Linked DNA regions of Zea mays: region 1 is linked to region 2. A link is a contact called in public Hi-C data. All regions are on one chromosome and are shown on one strand. Each heading gives the region's core, a stretch centred on a gene start, on an enhancer-like site or on the middle of the called end of the contact. The rest is flanking DNA. Distances are from core to core; before and after follow the strand shown. Region 1 holds the start of LOC100037792 (cytidine deaminase 1). Region 2 holds the start of LOC100192712 (Pentatricopeptide repeat-containing protein).

Evidence for each region. Hi-C and Micro-C count contacts between places; a contact is called where the count stands out from the background.
Region 1: a contact with region 2 is called in a Hi-C map of ear, with 2.6 times the contacts expected there. The contact joins the promoter of LOC100037792 here to the promoter of LOC100192712 in region 2. A contact is called at or near these places in 3 of 25 Hi-C or Micro-C datasets (ear, leaf and tassel).

What each region holds. Positions count from the first base shown.
Region 1 is chr7:25,109,475-25,115,899 of Zm-B73-REFERENCE-NAM-5.0, reverse strand. It overlaps LOC100037792 (cytidine deaminase 1), which reads right to left and starts at 2,244. Exons shown (of 5, transcript NM_001112493.1): 1 at 2,224-2,244; 2 at 720-779; 3 at 330-520; 4 at 88-192. The coding sequence starts at 2,239.
Region 2 is chr7:24,847,558-24,854,096 of Zm-B73-REFERENCE-NAM-5.0, reverse strand. It overlaps LOC100192712 (Pentatricopeptide repeat-containing protein), which reads left to right and starts at 3,446. Exons shown (of 1, transcript NM_001137914.1): 1 at 3,446-5,012. The coding sequence starts at 3,482. The coding sequence ends at 4,798. It overlaps LOC100273640 (Protein LAZ1), which reads right to left. Exons shown (of 6, transcript NM_001148056.3): 5 at 5,863-6,096; 6 at 5,052-5,744. The coding sequence ends at 5,424.

The DNA of each region.
Region 1 (6,425 bases), core at 995-3,494, 260 kb before region 2:
TGCAGGACATGTAGGAATGTTAGACAACGCAGTAATGTCTAGCTGTGCCTATATCTGTTTAGGCAATCAAAACAGTAAATTATGAACCTTGATTCGGGAGAGATGAACTGCACCAAAGCACATTGGGCATGGCTCGCAGGACGCGTAAATTTCGCAGTCAGAGAGCTCGATTTTCCCGAGCTTTTTGCAAGCCTAAAATATGGGCATACAGAGACCATCAAGCACATATCAAATAATGAAATTAACTGCTAGACAGATTGCAAAAAGAGATTAAAGTAATGATAATTTTACTAAGTAAGACTGCTAATGGTAGCCTTCAGGTAATTTACCTCTCTAATTGCAGTTACTTCAGCATGCGCAGTAGGGTCAGTGTGCTTCAGAACCATGTTATGGCAGCTAACAACCACTTCATCATTACGGACGACAACTGCTCCAAATGGACCTCCATCGCCGCAATCGACTCCTCGGTATGCTTCTTCCACTGCTTTTGTCAAGAATTTGTGATCCCTGTCTTGTACAGCTGCAAAATTCACCAAAATGCAGGTCTTAGATCAGTTTTCTTGCTGTCGTTACATAAGAGCAAGTTTTACCAAAGGCGAGAAACTGTGACCTTAGAGATCATAGGTCCAGGCCATGTCCAGTGTTGACCTTATCTCAGTAAGTAAAGCTGTGCAACTACGAGGGAACTACAAAAAAAAATACCATGGCAATGTTCTCACCTTCCTGATGAGCAACAAATGCAGAAGCAACTGAGATGGTTCCATCCTTTGACTCCACAACTGCAGTACAAAAGCACATACGTTGAGATTGAGGTCATGGTTTATCAGAAGAAACCGTGCTGCTAATATCGATTATATACAGCTAATCAGCGATTAAATTTCATCAGATTACTTTGTCCTAAACTTGTACCGAACCACAAAGAGATCAGGTTGGCAGACAAGAAAAGATGCAGCTGCGAAAAATATTGTAGGTTCCTTTTGAAGCAAAGGCATAAATTTCAATGACATCAATTATGACTTGTACATTCAAATGAAACAAATAGTTTGGCTCAATTTCAAGACAACGGATCTTCAGTTAAGTATTTCAGACATCAATTCATTCATGGCAAACACTCAAATCACTTCCCCACTTCTAGGCTGCAACCTCGTTTCCATTATCTTTTTTTTTAAAAAAAATCCCCGCTTGTAAAGAGTAATTTTTCTGTCAGATACCAGAATGTCCTAGAATTTTACTTGTGGAACCAAAACCGAATTCTGGTTTCATTAGGTACTGTTTCTTGTCATTTGATGCCTACATATCTGAGTAATTTTTCTGTCAGATACCAGAATGTCCTAGAATTTTACTTGTGGAACCAAAACCGAATTCTGGTTTCATTAGGTACTGTTTCTTGTCATTTGATGCCTACATATCTATTTGGCATGTGCCCTGTTGGCGCGGAATGAGCAGGAAAGACACAGACAAGAATAATAGTAGCATGGTCACATGGATCCAGCCCTATGGTCTGTCTACTTGCTGTATAGTTTAGAGAAAGAAAAATCGTTCCACGATGTCATGCTTATATGATGTCTTTTCAGTAGAGCAACAAGCAGACTGGTGGACCTTACAGCATCGACGCTCAGCTCATGCGTGTGCATCCAGATAAAAACTAAAGTTTGTGATGCACAATCTGATTGGAATCTGACGGAAAAAGGGGGGCCAAGGTGACCCAGTAGGCAAGCAGGCAACAGAGTTACAACAACACTGTCCAATGCCCATATACTCCACGGGATATGGAGCACCGCCGGAATCGCTCCGTATCCCCACCCCCACCCTAGCGGTTCAGGCTCACCCGACGAGATTCGCAGAAGCAAAAGCAAAAGCAAAAGCAAAAGCAACAAGCTGAGTAATCAACTAGTGTGCATTTTCGTACGCGAGGCATATGGTATAATAACATGATAAAATCGGGCTTAGAATTCGATTGTACGCCGTGAACGTTAAAGTAGTAACCGGCGGGATCCACGCCCAGCAGAGCCAACGCGAGGGGAGATGAAACGGCATGCCCGGACCGCCGGATGAGGCCCCATTGGGACCAGCGCACCAGAATCCGCTCGCTCAATCACCCCCCCCCCCCCCCCCCCCGCCGCATCCTGGTCCCTCGAAACAGAACCGAGAACGGACCTGGAATTGGAGCCAGGGAGAGAGGCACAGGAGCACGATCACGATAAGAGAGAGAGAGACACGTACCTTGCGCCTCATCCATGGTTGGGGCTCGGAGAGGAGAGAGAGAAGAGGGCTCCAGCAACTTTTGAGCGACAGAGAAAAGGAAGCAGAGGGGCGTCTCGTGCTCTCCCGCCGATCGGGTCGGATGGGTGTCGTCGTCGGTTCTAAATAAGGAGGCGGGCGAGGCCGCTGGCCGTGTGGGTCGACTGCGACCCGTCTGGAGCCACTCAGGGTGACTGCCAAGTGGGTCCACAACAGCACCCTATCCGCGGCTGATTGGGACTTGGGAGGCGGGAGAGTCACCGACGCACCGCGGCCGTGAACTCCACGGACCTGGTTCACCGCTGGGAGACGGGTCTCCGCCCCGCCCCGCCGCTCTCACGGCCCTGGTCTGTGGCTACTGGCTGGTGTACCATGAGATGGGTGGACATGGTGCACCTCCCGCAGCGCAACGGAACAAGTGTGACCTGTTTTGGCAGGCTCTACGCCTTTCGGATGGAGTTGGGAATTGGGATAGTCTGCCCGGGGACGAACTCTTTGCCGTATGGGCTAAGTACTCCGGCGGCCGGTCGCCTGCGCCGACCACCGCCCGAGCACGCATTCACATGCTCTCCAGCAACGTTTTTTATATTTATCCTCTATATTTATCTTTTACAGTCTATTTTAAAAGATTATATCTTTTGTATATCATTTCTCTCAAATAACGTCCTCTAAATCACGTCTTTTATACGCAAAATACATATATTATAGACATTTTTAAATTTTTAATTTTTTTACATACATACTCTCAAATGTGTTGTACATATTTTAGTTTTGTTAAATCGGTTGTTTAAAATATTCAAATGGATAGAGTAACGTTTAGAGAAAATCTATATAGAGGATCTAACCACGTTCTCTAAATTTATAGGATCGTTTAGATGATGATGCTGGATTGATTAGAGGACGATCTGATCCTCTAAATTTAGGATACAAAACCCTTTAGGGCCTGTTCGGTTAGCTCTCAATCCATGTGGATTGAGTGGGATTGGATGGGTTTGAATCCCAAATAAGTCAAACTTCTTCTCAATTTTTTCCAATCCCATCCAATCCATGTGTATTGGGAATAACCGAACAAGCCCTTAGAGTTTCTTGTTGGAGCTAATCTCATTCTCTCTCCTCTAATCGGTCGCAATGGGGACGTGCGCCACCCCAGCCTCGCTGGACCTTGCACATTTTCCTCGTTGAATGCTTGCTTGCTTTGGCGTCGGCGTCCTTGGTCCCTCAATATTTTCCTTGCGTGTAGGCAAAGCGAAAGGCTAGTTGAAGTCCTCACCGATTCCTTAATATGCATCAGCATCGCCTACTAGATAGAATACAAGGGAGCACTTCTGTAGCAGAGATTACGTAAACTTTGTCTCTTATATTAATTAATTCTATTTAGCAGAGATCTCGTAAAGTGCTACTGATCGTGTCTCACGTTGAGACCGATGCAAAGTTTCTGACATATGGGTTATGTGTCTAATGATCTAGTTAATTAGCAGACAGGTCGAAACGCTATTAGCATGCATGCATGTGTGAGTACTCTCTCGGTACTAAAACAGTGGACATTCTAGGAATTTTATATACGGCATGCCAATACGATAGCTAAAAGAACTAAAAACCTTTACCGGTAGAAAGAGCTATATATAGAAATATATTAAAAGAAGAGAAAGATATATTAGAAGAAGAGAAATGTATCTACAATGTTATATTAGAAAAGATATATTAAAATAAAAGGGAAGAAGTGCTCATATGTGTGTACCTAGCTCCCTATTACCAGGGCCGTTCCTGACATTTAAGGGGCCCGGGACAAGATTATAAACAGAGGCCCCAACACCATAAAATCGTTTTTTTACTATTATATGTATATATATATATATCAACTAATTATACTTAATGTATCACATAAAGACTTGAGCAGTAAAAAATAGAAGTAAGATTATTACCTCAAATATATTGAAGAGATCAACTTAAAAATGTCTTCTAACATTTCTAGATGAAAAATCATCAATGATGGCTTCAATATTGACATCATCTAATAATTTCTTCTCAATACATAAAGTTGCTAACCCGTTTAACCTTTCTTGAGACATTGTAGACCTTAAATAATTCTTCAATAACTTAAGCTTTGAGAAGCTCCTTTCAGCTGATGCCACAGTTATTGGTATAGTAAATAATATCCGATAAGCAACAAATATATTAGGATAGCAATCCATTCTCCTAACAAACTCAAAAATTTCCATAGCAGACATTGATCTATCTGGCAGTGTCATTTGCAATATTCTTAACTCTGATGTCAGATTATTTTCCTCAAAATCAAATGAATCATCGACAGAGAAAGTTTTTGCCAACATGGTACAATAATCCTTGAGTTTAATGTGATCCAATGATTTCAACGATGCTGAGTTAAGAAGAGGCCCAAATATACCATTGAATACTTGGAGGTCTTCAAATCTATTTTTAATGAACTGCTTGCCATATCAAGCATAACTAAAAAGTAATTTACTTCAAAATCTTTCTCACCTTGTAGATTTGCCTCATTGCTGCAATCATTTTCATCATAATGCTTTTTCCTTAGAGCACGCCGCTTTACTGGAAATGATGCCTCTACACCCATTACAGAAGCAATATCCTTGGCAATCACCATACTAGAAGCAAACCCTTCATTTCTATACTTGTCAAAGTAACTCATTATACCATCTATTTGCTCTAAGGTAGAGTGAAGACACATTGATGATGATTGCAACTTCTTGCTCACAACATTTACAACATATAAAATATCATGCCATATAACCATACCAAGAATGAATTCAAAGGTACCAATCAAGTCATACAAACTCTTTGCATCACTCTTTGCCATGGGCTCAGTATCAGAAGCATGATGTAACTCAAACAAAGCCGCCCTTATATGAGGAGCTTGATATCTAATTGCTGCCACACTTTTGATACGACTTTCCCAACGAGTGTTGCACAATGATTTCACAGTTAAACTTGGCACATGATCAAGTAAAACTTTCCATCTTTTTGTAGAACCTGAAAACAATGTATATATTCTTTGCACAATTCCAAAGAATGAAACAACTTTACTACAAGATTTTGCCATATCACAAAGAGTAAGATTAAGACTGTGACAAGCACATGGCATATAAAAAGCTCTTGGATTCTTATCAAGCAACCGTTTCTGTACTCCTTGATGCTTTCCTTTCATATTAGAACCATTGTCATAACCTTGACCCCTTATGTCATCAATATCAAGACCAAAGGACTCCAATGAATCAATCAAAACATTGAAAAGCCCCAAACCAGAAGTGCTCATATGTGTGTACCTAGCTTCCTATTACTCTCTCGATAATAAAACAGTGTTTTACGGTTGTACACGGCTACCAATAACGTGGTAGCTAAAAGAACTAAATACCCTCGTGAGAAAAAAAAGAGATAAAACGAGTTAGAGATAGAAATATATCACACATTAGAAGAAGAGAAATGTATATTGAAAAACGAGATGAAAAAAAACTCCTTTCATTCCAAATTAAAATTTGTTTTAGTTAATTAATAAGTTCATACTTGATGTATTGTGTTATATATATATGTTTAAATTTATCATCATATATTTAAATATAGACATAAAAATTAAGAGCTAAAATAATTATTATTTTAAGACATAGGGAGTATTATATATCTCTCATCTCTCCAAGGTGACGCATGCACACGTGGTACAATCTTAAGCCTATCATCGCTTGCCCTCCAAGAGATAATGTGGACAAGAGATAAGAACCATGTGCTGGCTCATGTTGACACGCACGTTATCATCCATCGAAGCATCTTTGCCATGTGATGACTGCACGAGGAAGCTAGGGGAGGAGGTGTGGGCGATAGCCGACAGGGGTGTGTGGTTGGTGGTAAACCAATGCACTGTCATTACGTATAGATAGAAGTATAAAACGGGTGATCTGATCGGTTGTGCGTGTGTTACGATAGATCACAACAATACCCACATCTAAATTATCCACACAAAAAAATTAAGATTTTTTATCGACTGTCTCCGTTGTCCGCATAATATTTTTTTATTTGACTAACTGATGTTGTTGTTTACTTCATTCAATATGTCTTGGTACAACACGGCCAATGAAGTGAGCGATTAGAAGAGAGTTCAAAACGGCTGACTGAACGAAATAGATTATAGAACGACATAATTCTACCATACAGAG
Region 2 (6,539 bases), core at 2,197-4,696:
CTATGAGGACTGAACAACCTTTTCCCTTTTAAGTCGGTTCCCCTTTCTGTGATTTAGCCGAAGCTTCCTTTCGTACAGCTTCGGAGCGACAGCAACCTTCGTCACGATTAAGCTTCTCATCGTGTGTGCTTTTAACATGAATCCGAAGATACCTGTCCATAAATCATACTTGGAAGACATTGTTAAATTATGTTTTTGAGGACCTTCGGAGGACGAAGGCCCCCAACACCACCCATCTCTCTAGCTTATATCTAGCATTTAGTTTTCATGCTTTCTTTTTCTCTAGACTACTATTGAGATCCATAGATGTTTTAGTAGACTATCTTTCATCTCTGTATTTTGAGATTCAAAAAGGGTAGAACTTACCATTGTAGTTCATGGTGAACTAAAATTCTTTCTTGTGCTCCTTTGAATTGTTGAAGTTCTTGCTTTGGTTTTTCCTTCCCGATCTAGTCTATTTTGATATTTTATTGGATCTTTTGAATCTAAGTTCTTGGAGACATTTAGGATGGATAGAAATGTGTAAGGACCTCTAAGGATCATTGCCACCAATTGGTTTGGGATGATTCACCTCGTGAACGAAAATCTAACCCTTTGACCAATTTTGAGAAAACCATGGTTTGAATTCGTATTTTTCGACTTGAGGTTGAAGTTCAAATCTTTTGGAGCTCATATTTTGTGAACAACTTTGAAAATTACTTGTTAAGATGTGTGCATAAGTTCAGCTCAATCATTATTTGTTTGGATCGATTTTGCCTTTTGGAATTTTGATTTGGGCTACTAGTGTTGAGGATTTTTTTACAGTGAATTTGTGGGGTAGATCATGAGATCAAGAACTGAAGGTTAAGGCATAGAAGACTCAAAGATTTATACAGTTTTAGGCTCTTGGCGCGAGATAATACCCTATGTGATATTTGTGGCAGTGTCTATTTCCTATGCAAAATGATGTGATGATCTGTCCTCTTGGGATTGCCCAGCCCTCCTTTTATAATCCAAGGAGGGGCGGTGGTTACTAGGAAGGTATATAGGACGATACTAGATAAGGATAATAAGCCTAGTCGAGTCTATGCCTAAGTATCGAGATGCTTATCTCTATCTTTACATGTATATTATCTTTATCATCTGGGTTCTATCATATTTACGTGGATATCAATCTTGTCTTCAAATCTGATGGGATCTTTACCATTCTTATCTCCATGGAGCTTCCTTATAGGTAGAATATCTCAGTGACATGTGGGTCAAGTCCTTAGGCATCACGGTTGAGGCATCGAGCCCATGGACCCACTTGTCATGGTCTTGTTCGCTAAGTTGGTCTTAGATACTCCTCATAATATCTCCCAAGTCTTATTTGACTGAGTTATTGGTTCCGGCAAATTAGACTCTTGCCCCAAATCTTTCTTGATAAGACTTATCTTTGTTGTACTCAAGTCGTTCTATATCCAGGTTGAGTCCTTAACTCTTGCTGCCCTCGAGTCTATAGACTCGACATTTGACTCTTCAAGACTCGATCATCCCTCCAGACTGGTGCTTTGGATTTTAAAAGTTTGTGTCGCTTTAACTTCTTTTATTTGCTTATTTGAGAGAAGGCTCTACAGGGCAATACACATAGAAACATGAGAAAATCTCTTCAATGCCATCCAAACTTATACTAATCCCTTCAATGCCATCAGATTTTATAGCTTCCCTTCAATGCCATCAAATTTAAATTCTAATCCCTTAAATGCCATTGCCGTTAGTTTCAAGTTAACGCTGTTAGTTCTATTTAAAGCAAATCTCTCCAATGCCATCAAAATCTATATCAATCCTTTCAATGCCACTAGAAATTGGTTTGATCTATTTGGATTTTAAATATTCTAGAATAAAAAAAATATGGACCAATTCCACACTTTTTAAAAACTTTAGTACATTTTTTTGTAAACACCAAAAATTACTCCGCTATATCTGTTCGGTCTATTTGATTCCTAATATTTTTTTCAAACTAACAACAAACACTAATGATAACAGATGGAGATAAATTTTAAAATCAATGTGATATATTTGCATTTCAAAACTTTTAGGTTCAAAAAATTTTCTATTTTGAAAATTTTAAAACCAAATAGATCGAACCAATTTCTAGTGGCATTGAAGGGATCCGTATAGATTTTGATGGCATTGGAGGGATTTGCTTTAAATATAACTAACGGCGTTAACTTGAAACTAACGGCAATGGCATTTAAGGGATTAGAATTTAAATTTGATGGCATTGAAGGGAAGCTATTAAATCTGATGGCATTGAAGAGATTGGTATAAGTTTGGATGGCATTGAAGGAATTTTCTCTAGAAACATACCATTGGGGCAAGGAGCAACATTGTATTGACTACGAGTTTGACTTACATCCAAAATCCTACCATAGGGAAGAAAGGAGAGGGGGAGTGACAACACGAGAATTGTTTGGAAAGACAGGGGAAGATGGCATACGTTAAGGGTGTGTTTTGTTTAGCTTTCTAAACCATATTCGCTGCCAAAAATCTAAAATCCCAACCAAACGAGTAAAACATCGTAATAGATTCCTAAAAATCTATATATTCCTCTAGTTCAATTCAAAATCACCTCCTACTCCATATTTTTTGTATTCCTATTATCTATGTTATCAATCTATCATGCTCTAACAGAATCTATAGTTGCTATTTATTTTAACCAAACATATTTTAGTTTCTTCATAACCATGAACTCGCAACAACTTTCTTACAACTCAAAGCTAGAATCAGATTTTCAGAAATCTACAGCTAAACCAAAAAGACCCTAAGTGGAAGATGGTAGGGGCAAAATAGACTTTTTGTGTGCCTACACATCTAGGATATGGTAGGTTTTCACATTGGTGCGCCATATTAGGCTAGTTCCAACCTTTTTAGGCTATCTACCACCACATCAGCTACCTACCTCTCGTGCACCCAGTTTTAGCAAAAATGATAAAAATGTAAATTAGTTACGAAGTATGTTTGATTCCATGAGACTAAACTTCAGTCTTTTTTAGTCCCTAAATTATTAAAATAGAACTAACAGAGAGGAGGAAATCTGATTTATTCCCTTTTAGTTCTCATATTTAATAATTTAGAGACTCGGTAGTGACTAAATTATAGTCACATGTAACCAAACACTAAATTATACTGTTTAGCACACGTAGAGATAGCCTATGGAACTAAATAGTTAAGGCCATGTTTGAGACTACTTCAGCTTCACAAAATTTGGTGTGAATATGATGAAGCATATCATTATAAGCTTCAAAAAATCATAAAGTTAAAATTAACATTTAGATAAATCATTTTGTTTCTTATCTAGATTAAAAATATTAATAAAAATATTTAAATTTATATTATACACCGCACCTTCACGATAAGTCGATAAAGCCATAAACACACCCCCTAAATATCTCGACAAATCCTCTCTTGGACAAGCCGAACCTTCGCTCGGGTGGTGCCTCGGGTTCAGCCAACCTCGCACATGGCGCGCTGCTCCGTCGCGAAACCGCTCTGCGCCACCACCGCGACTCCCCGCCTTACCCGTCGCTGCCGGCAGCTCTCCGCGAACGCCACCACCCCGGCCATGGCCACCAGTAAAGCACGGTTGCCGGCCCTAAACAAACCGGCCAAACCGCCGCCGCCTCTCCTCTCGCGTCCGAAGCTCCCCGTCCCCACCAACACCGCGACTGACACCACTAGCGGCAAGGATTGCACCAAGAAACCACCGCCGGAAGCTACGGACTCACATCCGCCCTCGTCCGGCGCCGGCGACGTGCTCCGCCTGATGGACGCGCTGGGCATCCCGCCCGACGAGGACATCTACATATCCCTTCTCAGGGAGTGCGCCGACGCAGCAGAGGTGGCCTCCGTGCACGCGCACATAACCGCCCGTCGCGCCTCCGATGGACTCCCGTCGCCGGTCGCCAACCGTCTCCTGCTTTCTTACGCCGCGTGTGGGGACATCGAAGCTGCCCGCCGGGTATTCGACGGAATGCCCACCACTAACGGCATGGCGTGGGCGACCATGGTGTCCGCCTACTCGGATGGCTGCCTCCACCATGAAGCGATGCGTCTGTTCGCCCACATGTGCCATGGAACGCCGGTCCTGGACGGCGATTGCTACTCCCATGCCATCGTGGCCGTGCTGCGGTCATGTACCCGTGCAGGCGAGCTACGTCTCGGTGAGCAGGTACACGCTCTCGTCGTCAAGAAAGGCAGGATCCACGGTGACATTGGCAGCTCGCTAGTGCAGCTGTACTGCGATGGAGGCGGTTTTCACAGAAGCGCGCGGCGAGTTCTCGCGACGACGATGCAGCACCACTGTCAGGAACCAGTCCCTGAGGCGGCCTGGACGAGCCTGATCACATCCTGCCACCGTGAAAGCCTACTGAGCGAGGCTGTGGATGTCTTCAGGGACATGGCGTCCTCGGGCGTTCCAAGGAGCAGCTTCTCCCTGTCGAGCATCCTCGCGGTGTTCGCAGAGTCACAGGACCCAGGGTGCTGCTGCGGGCAGCAGGTGCACGCCGACGCCATCAAGCGCGGCGTGGACACGAACCAGTTCGTTGGCTCCGGGCTCATACACATGTACGCGAAGCAAGGGCAGCTGGCGGACGCCACCAGGGCGTTTGAGACGATCGGTGGCAAGCCTGACGCCGCGTGCTGGAGTGCCCTGGCCATGGCCTATGCTCGCGGCGGACGGTACAGAGAGGCCACCAGAATCATGTATCAGATGAAAGCTGCCGGGATGAATCCTTCTAAGGAGATGGCCGATGCGGTTAGGTTGGCTTGTTTCAGATGATAATCCTGAACTACTAGTAGTCTGGTAGTTGTTGCCGCCAAAGAGTGAGTTACTTTGATTGTACAATTGTGTTAAGCAGACGCCAGTGCACTGGTGTCTGGTTCCAAATGATAAGGTACTTTTTTTCATTTAGGAGGCCGCCCTATAGTCATATGCTGTACTACTCATTAACTACTCTCTTTTTGTAATGCTGGGCGAATATGGTCTAGGGCCTAAAATAAGATGAGTATACCATTTCAGCAACAAGGAAATTAAGTCATCATACAGTTAACCACTTGGATCTCAGTGCAACCTCGCAGGTTATATAAGTGAACCTTTACAACAATCAGTACACAAACCACGTTCAACCGACACCCATGACCCACCTCATCGGCAAAAGGAATTCAGCAAATCTACGACAAGTTGCTTACACCGCGTATTTCCACTTACACCTTGAATTGATCTGTCAGCTTGGCTCATCTTTAACCCACCCAAAGAAGAAAAAAACATAAACTTGCCCCCAAGATGAGCGAACAATGAAACGTCGCCGACATGTGACGTTTCTATGTACAACACTACACCTTAATCTATGATCAGCTCAACAGCGCTATCGCCCATTTACACCATGAATATACACCTCAACATGTCATTGTTCTCTTGCATCAGGAATCGCAGGGACCTCATCAGGATGATCAGATAGCTCTACGTTGAGGAAGCTTGAGAGGTCGTATGGTTCCGCGGAAGCAGTTCTGTTCGCTTCCATGACTTGGGAGGGCATTGTTTCTGCCTGATCAGGCTCATACATCAAAAACCTTGACATCCCTGGAGCCTTCGAGTTCACAACGGTGACTTCCGCCAGCTCCACTATGTGCTCTCCGGTTGGCACCATAGTGCTGGGGCTGTATTTTGTTGGTTCATCCTCCCCCTCGTTACTGTACAGCACATACTCATGATATGTAGGTGCAAACTGCAATGTGGGAGAAAACAGTTAGCTGATCCCTAGAAATTGGGATACAGGGAGATCACGCATATGCTTCGCATCTGATACCAGGTCGAGCTGTGAAGGGAATGATTTGCTAATTTACCTGGTGTACAGTGTCATGATAGAAGTCATTGAATTTCATCGCGTGAAGAAGGCTTCCCCTAAAGCCACCGAAAGGGCGGGCATTGGAGCCAGCGTATTCCTTGTAGGAGAAGGAAAATCGGTGCCCAATGGCTGCTATGAGCATCTCAACACATAGCACGAAGTTCTGGAGATAGGCAGCTTTCTCAGCATTTTTTATGAAACCAGATTTTGCAGCAAGGAAAACCAGCACACCCTGTTAGAAAAGCTTCCAGACTGTTACAAAAGGATATTTATTTCACTACGTAACAACAAATACTGGATGGTATTTTTGCTGCAAAACTGCCATTCCATGTAAGAAATTGGAACAGGCTGCTGGACTATTGGCTCGCAAGTACTCCCTCAGTTGACAAATATATGACACGGTTGGGTTTTTTTTTTGGCAAAAACTTTAGTCACTCGTCTTGTTCAGAAGAAATTGAGTTATCATTTATTTAGTGTGGTTTGTTTTATCACTTGAGCTCGTTTGAGCGTGACTTAAAATTTTTCATTTTCAAATACATATTTTGAATGAGACGAGTGATTAAACTTTTGAAAAAAAAAGTCAACGGTGTCTGTTAGACTACCCGTCTAGGGTTTGTGGTGTTCCCCTTGTAATGACCGTCATACCCCCAGTGTAATGGGCCTGGCCCAGTTACT